Linked DNA regions of Sus scrofa: region 1 is linked to region 2. Evidence: chromatin contacts called from public HiChIP or PLAC-seq data. All regions are on one chromosome and are shown on one strand. The core of a region is the stretch at or near the end of the contact, and the rest is flanking DNA. Distances in the headings are between cores, read along the strand shown.

What was found. HiChIP or PLAC-seq counts read pairs in DNA pulled down with a chosen protein or histone mark.
Region 1: an H3K27ac HiChIP or PLAC-seq map of alveolar macrophages shows a contact between it and region 2. The contact joins two enhancer-like sites. A contact is called at or near these places in 4 of 47 Hi-C or Micro-C datasets (blood, embryonic fibroblasts, heart right ventricle and 1 more) and 1 of 2 datasets of contacts at active chromatin or transcription factors (alveolar macrophages).

What each region holds. Positions count from the first base shown.
Region 1 is chr4:8,257,740-8,260,753 of Sscrofa11.1, reverse strand. It overlaps TG (thyroglobulin), which reads left to right. Exons shown (of 50, transcript NM_001168418.1): 39 at 1-95. Among named protein-coding and RNA genes, the nearest start is that of MIR9795, 18 kb to the left of the region's middle. Within about 2 kb of position 1,738, at least 16 of the 83 cell types and tissues checked have an H3K27ac peak or open chromatin away from gene starts, as enhancers often do. A contact at or near this core is called in alveolar macrophages, where this site is marked.
Region 2 is chr4:8,153,277-8,156,262 of Sscrofa11.1, reverse strand. No RefSeq gene overlaps it. Among named protein-coding and RNA genes, the nearest start is that of SLA, 12 kb to the left of the region's middle. Within about 2 kb of position 1,687, at least 14 of the 83 cell types and tissues checked have an H3K27ac peak or open chromatin away from gene starts, as enhancers often do. A contact at or near this core is called in alveolar macrophages, where this site is marked.

The DNA of each region.
Region 1 (3,014 bases), core at 489-2,988, 100 kb before region 2:
CATGGCCGTGGACGGCTCCTTCCTGGCTGCTGTTGGCAACCTCATCGTGGTCACCGCCAGCTACCGAACGGGCGTCTTTGGCTTCCTGAGTTCCGGTGAGTGGCTGGCGGCGGTGGGGACTGCAGACCCCTGCGCTGGGTGTGTTCTCTGTGTGCGTGGAGCCCTTTCTTCCCTCCAGACGCCCTGTCCCTTCCCCGGCCCTCCTCCCGCCGCTCAGCAGGCAGTGGAACGTCTAGCACATTCGAGAACCCCTCGGCCATGCCGACGCCCACGGCTGAGTCACGGCTGCCCTGATTACATTTACCGGGTGTCTGAAGCTGTTCTGAGTACCTTACATGTTTATCTTGTGATGTATTTGTCTGGGCACGTGTGTATTGAGGCCCTGGAGGCTTACACATGTGCTCAGCTCACATGGTCAGGAAAGAGCGGAGCTGGGATTCACCACCAGTCTCACCGTGCCCTGGGGACTCTAGGGCTGCATCAGAGCTCTCGGGGCAGGAAGAGCCATTTATTGGAGTGAGGGCTGCATAGATAACGATCTCTGCCTCCCCTTTAATGCCAGCAGCACTTGCAAACCCTGGCCTGCGCCCTGTCCGGAGCCCTTTCTCACCCTGGTTACTGCCTCCACCTTTCCCACCACCCCCAGGGCAGCACGGAGGCCTGGACCTGTTCCAGCGCCACTTGCCCGCCCACATGTCTTTCCCTCCATGTCCAGCTGGCACCTACTGCACCCACGGCGGTGGTAGGGCAGTCCCTCGTCAGGCAGCCGTGGCAGAGGACAGACACACCAGGCCAAGGGCTGGCTCTGCCCTTGACTGTCCATGTGACCTTGAACAAAACCCTTCCTTTCTCCAAGTCTCAGTTTTCTCCTCTGTAAAATGGGAATTTTTACCCAACTTCCAAAGTGACGGTGAGGCTCAACTGAGGTGCTCCGTGTGAAAGGGTATAGAGGCTGTGATGGGCTTTGCGAGTCAAGGTCAGGCACTGAACTTCGTGTCTGTTCTCATCTAAGACCTGGAGCGTGTCGCTTGCTGAGTATGGCTGGATGGGTAGGAGGTTGCATGGCCACAGTGATGGAGTCCTCTAGAATGTGGGTGAGCCGGGCAGGCATCCAGCATAGCGGAAGTCTGGGAAGGCTGGGGAATGCGGGCTGGGTGGGCCACGTGGCAGGAGGCCCTGAGTGTTATAGAAGATTCCAGGCCTGCATGAGGAACCTGGAACAGGCTGCGAGTTAAGGCGAAAGGCAGCCGAGTGCCAATGAGGGGAATGAGGGTGACGAACAGATTTCAGATTTTCCTTCAGGGGAGCGGAGGCCACTGCTGGAGCACCGCACGCTCTGCCTGCGTTTTCTTTCCCTTTTTTTGAACACACGACTGACAGTCTGTTAAGTCAGTAGCTCCTTTGGCCAAAGAGATGGTGTGAAACTCAGAATCCTCCCCGTGGCATTCGTTCAGGTGGAGCCTTCCACCGACATGGCTGACTCTCAGGCTTAGAGCATTTCCAGACAGAAGAGAGTGCATTTCCATATGTCATCCATCTGGGAGGGGGTGGGATCGTGATGTCATGGGCTGTCATCTTATTGAGAATTCTGTGGGCTTCTGGGAAGGCAGGCTCATTTTTGCTGCCGGCAGGGCAAGTGTCGGGGGAGGCAAAGGAAACATCCAGAACACCCAGTCCTTCTCACTCCTGACTTGCAACACTGCCTGTTCCTTAAAGCAAATTGTCAGCAAAGAGGGAAGGAAGGTTAGCAGCCCTCTTTCCTGGATTTCATCATTTCACCCTCAAGGCACAGATCAGCACCCCGTGGCCATTTCACTGATGAAACACCGAGGCTCAGGGAGGCTAAGGAACTTTGTGTCCACAGTTGTGAGCAGCTATAAGTGGCATCCTTGGTGTTCATTAAATCCCACTGATGAAACACTCAGAAGTATATTGCTGCCCCCCCCACCATGTTTAGGAACGCCCTTCATTCTTCTGTGTGGGATCAGCCTTTTAAATTCCTGTAGCCACAAGCAGCTTTGCTTTGCTTTGCTTGATTCCCTAGACCTCCTGGTATTTTCCACATTCCAGAGCTTTCACGTCTCTGCCTTCAGCCTCCCTGCAGTTCAGCCCCTAGGGGAGCCATCATTCAACATCATTCAGTCAAGAAACTAGAGGGTGGGGGGCACTGGGATACAAACACTGGCTTCCTGACAGCAGACACAGCCTACCACCCGCTGTTGGCACAGAGCATCCTGTATCCCATGGCAAGGCCCAGAGCAGAGGGATGGTACTCACAGCCTAAAGGAACGCTTAGGAGGGAGAAGAGAGCAGGGGCGATTCAGCTAAGCCCCCAGTAAACTTCTGACACAAGTACATCATCCCCTTCCCCCTTAAAAATCTACATAGGAGTTCCCACTGTGGCTCAGTGGGTTAAGGACCCGACATAGCCTCTGTGAGAATGTGGGCTCAATCCCTGGCCTTACTCAGAGGGTTAAGGATCCAGTGTTGCTGCAAGCTACAGTGTAGGTCACAGATGCAGTTCAGATCTGGCGTTGCTGTAGCTGTAGTGTAGGCTGGCAGCTGAAGCTCTGATTCGACCCCTAGCCTGGAAACTTCCATGCCACAGGTGCGGCCCTAAAAGGGAAAAAAAAATTTAATTGAAAAAATTTTTTAAAATAGAGAGAGAGTTTTTTTGTTTATTTGGTTTTTTTTGGCCTCACCCAAGGCATGTGGAAATCCCGTAGGCCAGGGATCAAACGCCAGCCACAACAGTGACAATGTCAAATCTCTAACTACTGGGCCACCAGGGAACTCCTATAATGGTTTTAAGTTTACAGAATAACTGAGCAGAAAGTCCGGAGTTCCCAAGTACGGCTTCTTGCCCTGCCTATTTCCCATCAGCACCCTGCCCCACTGCAGCACGGTCGTTACCCTTGCTGAGCCCGCAGTGATAGGTCATTATTGGCTAGAGCCCTGCTCTACAATGGGGCTCACTCTGTGTTGTACAAACGTGTCATGACCCGTGTCCGCCG
Region 2 (2,986 bases), core at 438-2,937:
ACAGGGTCCCGCTCCGTCTCAGGACCTCTAGGAAGGTCCTGAGCCCACTGACACCGCGATGTCAGCCCCCTGGGATTCATGCCAGATTTCTGAGCTCCAGAGTGCAGGGTAATAATTTTGTGCTGTTTTCAGCCCTTACGTGTGTGGGAATTTGTTACAGCAGCCATGGAAAACTAATACATCATTGCACCCTTTCAGAGGTGTATTTTATCCTGTCCTTGGACCAAACCTCAGGCATAGCTTATTACCTGCCTGATACTAAAACATTCACTCCTGTCCAATACGAAAACCCCCAACGCACCATCCACAGCCCAGGTGGTTGGGGTGGGTGATGGGCAAATACTCGCAGAGCCAGAGTCTCGGTCCCCCCCTCTGTAAGCCCTGCACGTGTGGCCTGGCACCTCTGCCACCCGCTACGTGTTCTCAGCCTTTGAGAACTGAGACAGGCAGCATCCCATTTTAACATCCTGCCATTGTCCTAATGCCTACTTTGCAGATTCGCCCTGCTGATGGAGGGTGCTGTGTCCATGAGCAGAAAAGAGTAAATTGCTGTCCACAAAGCCTGGAGAGTTAGCCATCAATTCAGGGCAACTACTACGGACAAGCCAGCCCGTGAGAAAGGCAGGGGTCGGGGATGGAGTTGGAGGGTCCAAGGGCCAGGCTGTCTTGGCTCTGCCCTGGAACAGTGCTCAGAAAAGTCTGACCGGGAGTTCCCGTCCTGGCTCAGTGAGTTAAGAACCTGACCAGTAGGAGTTCCCGCCGTGGCGCAGTGGTTAACGAATCCGACTAGGAACCATGAGGTTGCGGGTTCGGTCCCTGCCCTTGCTCAGTGGGTTAACGATCCGGCGTTGCCGTGAGCTGTGTTGTAGGTTGCAGACGCGGCTCGGATCCCGCGTTGCTGTGGCTCTGGCGTAGGCCGGTGGCTACGGCTCCGATTCGACCCCTAGCCTGGGAACCTCCATATGCCGCGGGAGCGGTCCAAAAAATAGCAAAAAGACAAAAAAAAAAAGTACCTGACCAGTATCCACAAGGACACAGGTTCGATCCCTGGCCTTGCTCAGTGGGTTAAGGATCGGGCATTGCTGTGAGCTGTGGTGTAGGTCGCAGACATAGCTTAGATCCTGTGTTTCTGTGGCTGTGGCGTAGGCCAGCAGCTGCATCTCTGATTTGACCCCTAGCCTGGGAACCTCCATATGCTGCAGGTGTGGCCCTAAAAAGACAAAAAAAAAAAAAAAAAAAAAGAGGGAAGAAGAGAGGGAGAGAGAGAGAAAGGAAAAGGGAAAAGCCTGGCTGCAGAGACCACAGTTAGACCCTTTGAGCTGGAGACCGTGAGCCCACATCACAGGAAAGAGCTGAGAGGCGTTTGCCTAGGAGCAATGGCCAGCCCTGCCCGGCTGCTCTCAGAACCCGCACCCAGCTCCCATTCTAGCACTTTCTCCTGCATAGAAGAGATGCCCCTGCAAGTCCCTGTCCATTACCAGATGGGCTAGGCCAGGACAGCCACAGAGACGTCACCAATTCCCCCCCACACTGCCCCCCGCCGCCTCAGCTGGGGGCAGGAAGGGCCCAGAACATGCAGTATCAAGGCAAGGGTCACCATGGAGTCAGGAGGTCAGGGGGCACCAGTGAGAGCCACAGTGCCCTCCGGGATCACTACGGCAGGATCCAGGAAAGGAAGTGAAGACACATTCACTGTGAACCCAGCGCTGGTCTGAGTCATCTTCCGGTTGAGCGGGTAGCGCTCAGGAAGGACAAGGAGATGAGGCAAGGAAATTTCTCAAAGGGAAGTTGTAACACAGCTGCGAGTCCCCTTCCTCCAAGACCCTGTGCAGAGACCCTGCAGTGTTGGGCACCCGGGGACTCCAGGATCCCCATTGGAGCTGGGAAGACAGGGACAGCTCCTCCTGGACCAGCCAAGGATGTCAGGCAATGGGTCCAAGAAAGGTCTGCCCAGTGCGTGACAGTCACCTGGCATGCCTCTTCCCAAACTTTTAAGAATACATAGGTCTCCAGGCTCCGAAATTTACATTTTCAAGTAAGCAATACCTGCGTGTAAGGGAGTTAGTTCCCTGATGGCCTAGAAGTTAAGGATTCGGCGTTGTCACTGCTGTGGCCTGGGTTCGAGCCCTAGCCCGAGAACTTCCACATGCCCAGGCTTAGCCAAAAAAACCAAAACTAAAACAAAACCAAAAAACCCTGTACTTGGAGTTCCCCTTGTGGCTCAGGGGGTTAAGAACTTGACTAGTATCGATGAGGATGCAGGTCTGATCCCTGGCCTCACTCAGTGGGTTAAGGATCTGTGCGTTGCTGTGAGCTGTGGTGTAGGTCACAGAGGCTGCTCAGAACTTGTTGCTGTGGCTGTGGCAGCTCCAATTCGACCCCTAGCCTGAGAACCTCCCTGTGCCGCAGGTGCAGCCCTAAAAAGACCCAAACCCTGTCCTTAAGGACTTAGCTCCCTTGGTCCTCCATCTGCCATAATCCCCCTTTCCCACCTTCTCACTGTTCTCATCTTGGTTCAGTCCCCCAGACCAAACCCTGAGACTCAGGACAGTGTGAATTTATTCTATTCGTGATCTATCAGCTTCATATGCTTGATTTCCTGCTGAGAACGAAGAAGACAACCTCCCTCCCCTCACGTAACTTCCAAAAGCTCAGTAACAGTGTAATTCGTATTTCTTCTCCTGGAATTCCACTTTCCCACACCCCCCAGCCTGCTCCTTAAATGCGAAGTGTGTCTGCACCCGGGGGCCTCTTCTTCTTTGCTCTCCTTGCTCTGAGATTCCTTTCATTCTGCAACCTCACCCAAGCCTCATACGCATTGTTCCCTAGGCGGTTCCACAGCGGAAAACCAGTTAACCTCCTGTTAAGGTTAAGACTGTATCTACATGGTGCACAGGCCAAGCTGAGAGCTAGAATGACGCGTCCTGTTCTCTCGGTCCATGATTCAGCCCCTGGGCATCTCAGGAGAGCTATTCCCAGCCTCAAA